3 separate regions of the Mus musculus genome follow, and all the other regions are linked to region 2. Evidence: chromatin contacts called from public Hi-C and promoter capture Hi-C data. All regions are on one chromosome and are shown on one strand. The core of a region is the stretch at or near the end of the contact, and the rest is flanking DNA. Distances in the headings are between cores, read along the strand shown.

Region 1 (3,143 bases), core at 65-2,564, 2.6 Mb before region 2:
ACCAACTGCTGTATTTTGTTCTATCTGCAAAGCACTTGCTACCTTCTTATGACCCTTTGCCTTGCCTAATGACTCATGGGCGATTGATTGCTGTACAGATAAGAAAACTGAGCCTCAGACGCTAATAATGACCAGCTAAGGAGTTCCTGGCCCCGATGCTGTCATCGGCTTGTCAGCTGATTCATCCGTATCCTGTGGGTGTTAGATGTTTTAGGCCAGGTCTGGAAAGCATTTTGAATCCTTGGTGACGATACTCATTCAAAGTTTCTTTTCCATTCCCGGTTAGGGTTAGTCACTCCTTACACAACCTACCTGAGGTATTTCTTCAACTCATTCTCTCCTGCTTCCCTCTCCGCCTCCCCCCACCCCTTCCCTCTCCATACCCCCTTAGGTGAGAATGTGAGTCTTGGGCCTCTCAAGTGCTGTGTAAGTGCTCCACCACTGAGCAACATCTCCAGCATTTTCCTGGAACATATGGCATCCGATTAAAACACAGCTCTGACCATATCCTAGCATCCCTGCAACAGAGCTGACAAAAATAAGGGTTTTCTCAAGAGAATGTGGGTGTGTGCATCTGACTCTCAGACTATTGAAACAATGGACCCCCCAAGAAATGGGAATTTCCTTCAGGAAACTCCTGCTGGGAAAAGGAAAAGGCCTTTGCTTGAGGGGGAATTCTTTCAGGAAGCGGGAATTCACACAGTTCTATCTAGTCAGATCGCTTTGACCCGGACTGCTGAGATGTGCATACCCCTGGCCTTCTATTTGAACTTTAATCTCATTTTGGGATCCCAGAGAGAGGTTAACTCTTCGTCCTTCTACCCCATGTGGGCATATTAAGTACATCTCCTTTTTTCAGTTTTGTTCGTTTGTATTCTTGTTGTTGTTTTGAGGGTTTTGTTTGTTTGGTGTTTTTCTGTTTCTTTGTTTTTATTTTGAGACAGAGCTTCACTGTGTAGCTCTGGCCGGCCGGATCTCTCCAGACCATGTTGAAGATCCGGGCCCCTGCCCCAGTGCTGAGATTAAAGGCGGTCGCCCTCACCGCCGCACCTGCTTTCCACTTTCAATTTGGCTTTTTCAGTGGTTTATTGGATGGATAATGCTTTAAATTCGGTAACAGTCCAAATTACGTCTGGCCCATCCCAAGCAGTTGTTTTGGGTTGGGGGGGGTTGTTTTGTTTTGTTTCCCCCCCCCCTCCCCAATTCCCTTAGCCTTCATTTTCCATAACTACAGTGCTGTCTCCCAGGTGTGACTTCCAGCCCTCCAATCAGGGCCCAGCTAGCTCCAAGGCCAATTCCACCAGACCTTCTGGCAGGACTGACGCTCAACGCCCTGCAGTCCGTTTCCGCCTCTCGTGCCTGAGGGGCGGATGCTTGTCGCAGCCGCCACACAAGTAGCCAGCGCGTCCTGGTGCCTAATCTCCTTCAGCACCGCGGAGCGTGGAGCCCACAGCTCGGGGAGGACGTTCTCCCAGACACGCGCTCGCACACACTCAGCGCTGGCACCAACCCGGGATTCCCAGCCTGTGGACGCTCCCATTGCAGCCGGCGGGAGGGGACAGAGGCTCCCGGAACGCCTCTCTAACGAATCCCCGCGGTGTCAGCCAGCCCCCAGCCTCCGCCCCGTGGGAGATCTACAGTCGCTGTCACTGATCCAGACGGTCCATTCTCGGCCGGAGCTGTCCGGGTCTGACTGCGCCCTGGTCGTGCGCGCGGATCCCCCCCTCTGCAGCCACCGCGTGGTAGCGCCCGCTCCGCCGCCGCTCGCCGGTTGCTCCCCGGCGCTAGCTCCCTCGCCTCAGTGAGCCGCCGCTGCTGCCGCCGCCGCGTCTGCCTCCCGGCACAGCTCGCCCGGTCGGCGCCGAGGGACGAGGAGGAAGGAACACCCCGCAGCGCAGCGGTCCCGCGCCACCCCCACCCCACCGTCGCCCGCCCAGCTCGGCCCGGCTCGTCAGCGCGGCGGCGCCCGGCATGTATCAGAGCCCGCGGCGGCTCTGCTCGGCCCTGCTGCTCAGGGACGCCCCCGGCCTGCGCCGCACACTCGTGCCCGGCCCGCGCCGAACGCTCGCCCCGCCGGTGCTCGGATCTCGGCCCAAGTCCCCGCAACTGCAGGCGGCGGCGGCCTCGGGCGCCGCGAGGTCGCGTCCCCGAACAGGTGAGCGGGAGCGCGGAATGAATGGGCGCCGCGGGCTGGTCCCCTGCGTTCACCCCGGCGTCGCGTCGGGAGGGAGGGAACGCCGCTCAGGGGGCCTCGCTTTCCGCGTTCGTGTCTGATCCCCCTGAATCCCCGGTGGCCACAGTGACCCCAGTCGCTAACGTTTTGCTTTACCCCTCACCCCCACCCCCCGATGCAGGGCGGTAACGCTTTGGTTGCAGACGGCTTGTGGACATCCTCATGAAGGGGAAAAAATATCTAAAAATGGCATGATCTTGGGTTTGCAGGGCCTACAGGCTCTGAATCTTCTCAAAGCCCTGGTAGTAATAGCACATGTTAACTCGTTACGCTCATTAATTTATTTATGTTTTGGAAGGGGGGGAGTCTTCCACTTCGTCTTAAATCCCTGGTAAATCAACCTTTCATGAAGTCAGTTCTGTACATCATCTTGTGTTTTTTAAGTGTCTCCTTTCTGCCTAAAAGCAGATTGCGACGGTCACAAACTACATATAAATCAAGTATGGCTTTTAAATGAGTAGTTTCTCCCTCAAATCTAGCAATTACTTAATGTAGGCGCTCCTTCAGAACCAGCAATTATTCCATAGTACTTTTCTAGAAAGTGTAATTTGGTTGTTACCTCAAATTAGGTTATTGCCGTCTAACATTCGGATGCAGTAACCATCCTTATTTTACTAGAGTACATTTTGAGAGAGTATTGGTTGAATTTAAGGACAGAGTGTACATTAGAACGTATAGGTTCCCTGTGGTTGTCTTTTGTTGCCTTTTTTTCCCCCCAAGACATGGCCATGGCTGTCCTAGACCTTGTCTATGTAGACCAGGCTGGGTTCGAATTTATAGAGATCCACCCGCCTCAGCCTACCGGATGCTGGGATTAAAGGCTAGCACGTGGCGCCAAGTTTCATGAGGCTTTCTTTAACGAGTTATCGCAGGGCAGTGGTGGCCCACGTCTTTAATCCCAGCACTTGGG
Region 2 (3,123 bases), core at 466-2,965:
GCTTCTCGTCTAACGTTTTAAAATAAAAATGTTAAAGGCAGTGTTAATTAAGTACAAAAACCAGACACCTCTCTAGCAGAGAAAACGTTTCTATTTGTCAACACATAAAACATCGATGTCATATAACATTTGTAGGGCTAAGCCTGGATTTCTCTTCTCAGAAGCGCAGATGAATTTTTTGTGCTAGCATTTTTCCTTCCAAATGTTAATTAATAACCTAATCCTCAGTAGAACAAAGCAGGAAGACTGTAGAAAGGGGCTTTCCCAACAGTAGCTATGTGCTTTCTTGTAAAGGCATGGGAGATGTTTACGGGCATTCCATAAAAGTGAGAGGCGTCCCCTCTGATTTCTTTTGAATGGTGGGAAAAGGAGCTGTGGAAATTTTGAAATAAGACAAAAATACTTTCTGTGGATAGGAAAATGAGAAAATTTAGGGGAGCACAGTCGAGTGCCAGTTATGAGGGTTTCACATAAAACTCATCAGCACTATTGTAATTTCTTCAGGAACAGAGTTAAGTGCAGAGAACATAAATTTGGTTTTTCACCAAGCAAAATATTCCAAGCTATCAGAGAGGTGGCTATCAGATTCCTGGGAGTTAGCAAAGAAACGATCTTTAAAAAAAAAAAACAAAAAACAACAAAAAAAACCTAGACTACAGACTTTCGTCTGCACACGAAATGAGTGGGTATGGCACTAGGGAGGCAAAAGTGACAGAAAACTTTTAACTTTTATTGTTGAAGGCACACTGCGGTACATCATCCAGAGGAAGAGAATACAGCCATCTGAAGACAACCGTTTAGAATGAGCCCTTACGGGAGAGACGAGGGATACGTAGACCATTTTAGACATGGAAAGATAAGGGAACCACAGGCCACGAGGCTGAATGGATCACGGGTGGGAAACTTCAGAAAACGATGACAGCTGCTCTCAGCTCAGTTAGCTGGGCCTTGGTGCCACCAAACCCGTCATGAATGAAATCTATGGAAACCCTGGTCTGTCGCAGGTTAGCATAGGTCTTCCAGCTGCAGGAACTCAAAAGGGGTCAACTTAAAAATCATACTAAGATGGAGCTGGGTAACCTGTGTTAGCCATCAACTGAACTGCTGAAGCACAAGGAAGGGCCCAACAAGGACACAAGGTCCTACACCCCCATTTCCCAATCCCGCTAAGCACTTTTTATAAAGATCCAAGTGTGTGTGACTGGGAGTTCAGCACCTAGGCACCCAGTCGTTGTGTTTATACACAACAAAGCAAAAAAACTGAAGTTAAGAGTGTTCGGGTCGGACCTGTCAAAAGTCCAGACTTGGGAAGTCCTCCCTAACTTCCGGTAACAGCTGGTCCAGGTAAAGACCTTTAAATCAAGTAAACGGGTTCCATCCTCGTCCAACCTTCTTCCCGTTGCACCTGCCCACCCAGAGCGTTGCGAGGGGCCACTGGCTTTCAGCAGAAATGCCGCACCCTTCCTCCTGTCCCCCTCTGTCCCGCCAGGCCCGGCCAGCTCCAGCCCTGCCTGTCACTCACACTTTGTACGGCAGCCGCGGGTCCGACGTCAACGTGATTTTAAAGGACACCTTCGACCTGCCGGAGAGAACGAGAAGGCGTTACGGTCGGGACCGGCCACGGGGTTAAGGCCGGGACACAGGGACGGATACTTACATGGTGGAACCGCCTGACACACACCGCGCCCAGCCGCCCGCCGCGCTTCCTTGATGGCCGGCAGCGGGGGCCTTCGCGGCCCACGTCGCCCTCCAGCGCGGCTATCCACACAGCGCCTGAAAATTGTGTCGGAGCTCACAGGCTACAGAAGGCCGATAGCCCACAGTTAGACATTTCATTCTGAGTGTGTCTGTATCAAGTTGAAGTGTAAATGGTAGAGAGAGGATATGTTTCTACTTTTGGTAGTTCACTGACACATTTTTAGTCAGGCAATATAAGGGATGTCAAACAGAGCGGCCGCTAGGTCCCCACTGGCTGGTTACGGCGGAAGTAGGGACTGAGTCGAAGCCGGACGTGGCGGCGGAACTGGGGCCGGGACTCAAGGTCCGGGCGGATGAGGAAGCGTTGCGGAGTTGCTAAGCAACCTAGCAGCCGGCACAGATAGATACTAGAGAAGCTGGACTCAGTTGCTTTAACTAACAACGTTCTTTGATCTTTCTAGCATTTCTGATAATACGATTTCCATCCGTATTAACCTTATAGTTTTCTTCACATACTTCACACTTCACTACAGACTTTTTAATAATTTCAAAAGAAAGTTATCACGATAGAATTATGCTGAGATTCCTGTTAGGGCCCAGAAGAAAAAATTGTATCCTAGCACTAGCAGGTTTTGGAGGGAAAAAAAAATCATTACTATATCCCGTTGTTCTTGATGTGTCCAAATAGACTTTAACTCTAATGCAAGGTTGCCAATCAGGTACATTTGTTCAGCTGACCAATGAACCTTGTGTACAGCAGGCACTAAACTAAAGGCTGAGCTCACTGTGTACACCAGACATAACCAAAGGCTGTGATCCCAAGCAATCAGGCATAAGTCCTTTAGCATCTGTCAGTCGGTTGGATTTCTATCGTGAGAGGGGAAAGCTGTCTTTCATCTTTATCACAATGTAAACGCCAAGATAAGCATTCCATCTCACAATAACTATACCTTTAAAAAATATATACTGCAGTAAGTTGATGAAGCCAGAAATAGGCACTGAACCAAGAGGAGACCCAGTCAAACTTTAGAATGACAGGTGGATTCTTCATGAGAAATCCTGATAGATTAGAAGCTCCCTTAAGAACATTGGAACTACATCTCATCTTTCCTGTAATGTTTTCTATAATGGTCTATAATGTTTTCTCCCAAAGGTGAGAATTCTGGTGCTGACTGTAAGTAGCACTCCAATATTCTCCTGCTGTATGCCATGTAGTGAATCCAAGAGACATATACTGACTTGTAGATATGGATATCAAGGCCTGTATCTTCTAACAGCTAAAACTACATAGTTAATGTGTATGACTAAAGTCTTGTCTCTGAAGACAAAATTACCTGTCTACCCGTGCCATCTATTGAAATAACACAAAGTTAGAATACAAATTTTGGTTTGTTTCTAAGAATACACATATATTTTAAATAAAAT
Region 3 (2,878 bases), core at 64-2,563, 2.4 Mb before region 2:
CTATGAACTCCCTCTCCAGCCCAGAATTCACTTGTTATTTATGTGTGCCAACATGGAGGTTAGAGAACAACTCTTTGGAGCCTTTTCTCTTTTTCCATCTTCATGTGAGTTCAGGGGTCAAATTCAGGCTGTCAGGCTTGCAAAGTAAGTGCCTTAATCCACTGAACCATCTCACCAACTTAATTTTCCTAAATCTTTAGAGAGATTAGTGTTCAAGGATACCCCAGGATTTGCCTGCTCTAAGCTTGCTCCCTTTTTGGTTTTTAAGAGATCGAATTCCAGGATAGCCAGGGAAACACTGGGAAATCCTGTCTCAAAACAAAACAAACAAAAACAGACCTAAAGGAGCTAAACTGCTGCACATCTTTATGACTCAGGATGCACAGATTACTAGAAGGTCCACATGAGATAATCAAGGGTAAAATGGCTCTTGTGACTCAATGGCTTGCCATTTTGTAAAGTTTTATTGTTAACTGTAATGAAACGTCTGGATCCTCTTCTCTCTCAGGCCTGACCTTGCTCAGTGGAGTCTGGCCTCTAAGGATTGAGGATTTCTGTTAACAGGCAGTTCAACAGATACAACCCTAAGCATGAATTAGAAGCCAACTCCAGGAGTCTCGGCCCTCAACTCCACCACATTAAGGTGACTCACACAGCCAGTTCCTCAACCTCGCATTATATGACTTCAGCAATGAAATAAATATACCTCAACCTTCAGAGGCTCCTTTGGCAGTATAAGTATGTCACTTCGGATCTGGCCAACACCTTTCCTGGCTATCTCTAGCAATAGTCAACAAAAATCACTGATACCCTAGCCAGCCGGGGCCCATTTCATAGGTCAAGCTCTTAGAGGCTTTTCAAGATGATTAAGCCCTCTTTTTCGGATCGGTTCACAAATTACCCTTCGCTCCCTTCTGTACACAATACAGGCACTTGGGCCTAGAACCATTATACCTCTTCTTAAAACATCTCCATTTTGGCACTTGATACTCAAGCTATGATGACACCATCTGGGTGAGTCTACCCCACCGAGAGAAAGGCAGGCCGGTCTAGCGAGAAGGGGCAGAAAGTCTGTTTCCAGAGAGGAGGCGGCGGCGGCGGAAGCGTCATTGGCGGCCCTCCCAGGCACACGGCACTGGCAGGACCGGCAGAGCCAACTCTGAAATCCGCGGCTCCGCAGGCCGGCCCGGCCTCCGCGTTCCCGGCAGGCTCCGGTGCATCGAGGGTGGGGAAGAGCGGGTCACCGCGCCTGCGCGTTGGGAGGTGTGACCCGGGTGGGAAAGCCCTCCGAGTCCGCCATTTTGGCTGCCTCTGTCGGTCTTTTCAGTTACCACGTGAACCGCCGACGGAGACCCGGGAGGGGGGAGGTGGCGGCGGCGTTAAGTGAGAAAGGGGGAAAAGGAGGAGAGAGAGAGAGAGAGAGAAAAAAAAGAAAAGAAAAAAAAAAAGAGGCGAAGGGAGTGTCAGGACAGGGCGGGCGCGGCGACCCCGGAGGCCTAGTGGCGGCGGAGTGAAGGCTTCAAGGCTGAAGTGAGCTCGGGAACGGCAGTGGCGGCGGCGGGCGGACAAACGGACTGAGCGAGCCGGGCGGTGGCGGGAGCCGCGGGAGGAGCCGGAACCATGCCGGCCGTGAGCCTCCCGCCCAAGGAGAACGCGCTCTTCAAGCGGATCTTGGTGAGTGTGAGGCGGCGAGCGGGCACCGGGGATGGTTTCGCTGGGAGCCGGGCCTGTCAGCCCCGAGCCCGGGCGGGCGAGCGGGCACCCGGCCACCCCGCGGGGACCCCACCTCGGCTGTGCTGGCTGGCGGGGCGCACTCTCAGCTCTCGTCTCGCCCCGGGAGCGCCCCCACCTCCGTCCGCGCGCCGCGGCCCGCGGGCTTCGAGGCCTCGGTTCCGGACTAGGCCCCGACTCCCCGGCATCCGCACGGCTCGGCTGCCGTTTACCCTCCTAGAGCGAAGGGAGGAGCAGCCTGGCCTTGAGCGGGGCAGCGGGCCGCACGGGCCGGGAGTCGCGGCCCCGCTCCGGACAGGGATTCTGCCGGCTGGTCGGGGTGGCACCCTCGGAAGGAACAGGTGGTGTGGCCGAGGCAGGGACTCATTCATTGCTTGAAAGCACTTCTCCCTCTCCGGCCCCGTCCCTCCCTCTTCCTCCCCATCTGGGATTCACCGGTCCCCGCCCGGCCGGGGGTCACTGTTGGACTCGAAAGAATGGACTCTTGTAGAAGCGGAGGCTACTCTGTCACCTCCATCCAGGCACTTGCATACTTGATCCTGCAGCCCCTCGGCCTCTTTTTTTGGGAGTGGGAAACGCAGCATTTGTTTGTTAGTTGGAGAGCAAAACGGCCCCACCCCGACACCCTTCTCCGGGAGGTGGGACTCATTTCTAGGGGCGGTCCGGTAGGAAGTTTCAGTACAGACTCCCCCTCCACCCCTTACTCTGAAGTTTTAAAAATAGCGGTGCAAAAACTTAGCAGGAGATAATAGAAGTGTCTTCTAAGATGGATCTTGTTGACGCTATCTCAAACTCATCCCCTGTGCTTCAGATGTTTGCGGTTTGCATAAAAATACACGCAGTGATAACTTGCGGGGGTATGGGCTTGAATCTGTTTACATTGTAAACTATGCCCTGCTTTATCGGCTCTGTCATTAATACATTGTAGCAGTTTTTGTTGTTAGTGTGAGGGTAGCTTCTTTTATACAAACTTTTTTGTGCGTGAAAGAATTAAGTGTATTCGCCAAACTTGACTTGAATTTTGGAGTGTGTGTGTGTGTTAGCCTTTTAGATTGCAGTTATAATTCGTTTGACAACAAAATAAGGAGATTAGATATTTGGCTTTTTCTTTTCTTTTTTTTTTTTTCTTTTTTCTTTTTCTTTTTTC

What was found. Hi-C and Micro-C count contacts between places; a contact is called where the count stands out from the background. Capture Hi-C pulls out chosen DNA fragments and counts their contacts.
Region 1: a contact with region 2 is called in a Hi-C map of CD8 T cells, with 7 times the contacts expected there. The contact joins the promoter of Noct here to the promoter of Ufm1 in region 2. A contact is called at or near these places in 2 of 39 promoter capture datasets (liver and pre-B cells) and 1 of 484 Hi-C or Micro-C datasets (CD8 T cells).
Region 3: a promoter capture Hi-C map of liver shows a contact between it and region 2, with 2.3 times the contacts expected there. The contact joins the promoter of Naa15 here to the promoter of Ufm1 in region 2. A contact is called at or near these places in 1 of 39 promoter capture datasets (pre-B cells), 1 of 115 datasets of contacts at active chromatin or transcription factors (pro-B cells) and 2 of 9 other capture datasets (adipose tissue and liver).

Annotation. Positions count from the first base shown.
Region 1 is chr3:51,223,133-51,226,275 of GRCm38.p6, forward strand. It overlaps Noct (nocturnin), which reads left to right and starts at 1,315. Exons shown (of 3, transcript NM_009834.2): 1 at 1,315-2,155. The coding sequence starts at 1,972.
Region 2 is chr3:53,862,092-53,865,214 of GRCm38.p6, forward strand. Ufm1 (ubiquitin-fold modifier 1) reads right to left here and starts at 1,716. Exons shown (of 6, transcript NM_026435.5): 1 at 1,658-1,716; 2 at 1,523-1,579. The coding sequence starts at 1,659.
Region 3 is chr3:51,414,703-51,417,580 of GRCm38.p6, forward strand. It overlaps Naa15 (N(alpha)-acetyltransferase 15, NatA auxiliary subunit), which reads left to right and starts at 1,314. Exons shown (of 20, transcript NM_053089.3): 1 at 1,314-1,674. The coding sequence starts at 1,621. It overlaps LOC108168868 (a long non-coding RNA gene), which reads left to right and starts at 1,681. Exons shown (of 2, transcript XR_001783830.2): 1 at 1,681-2,072.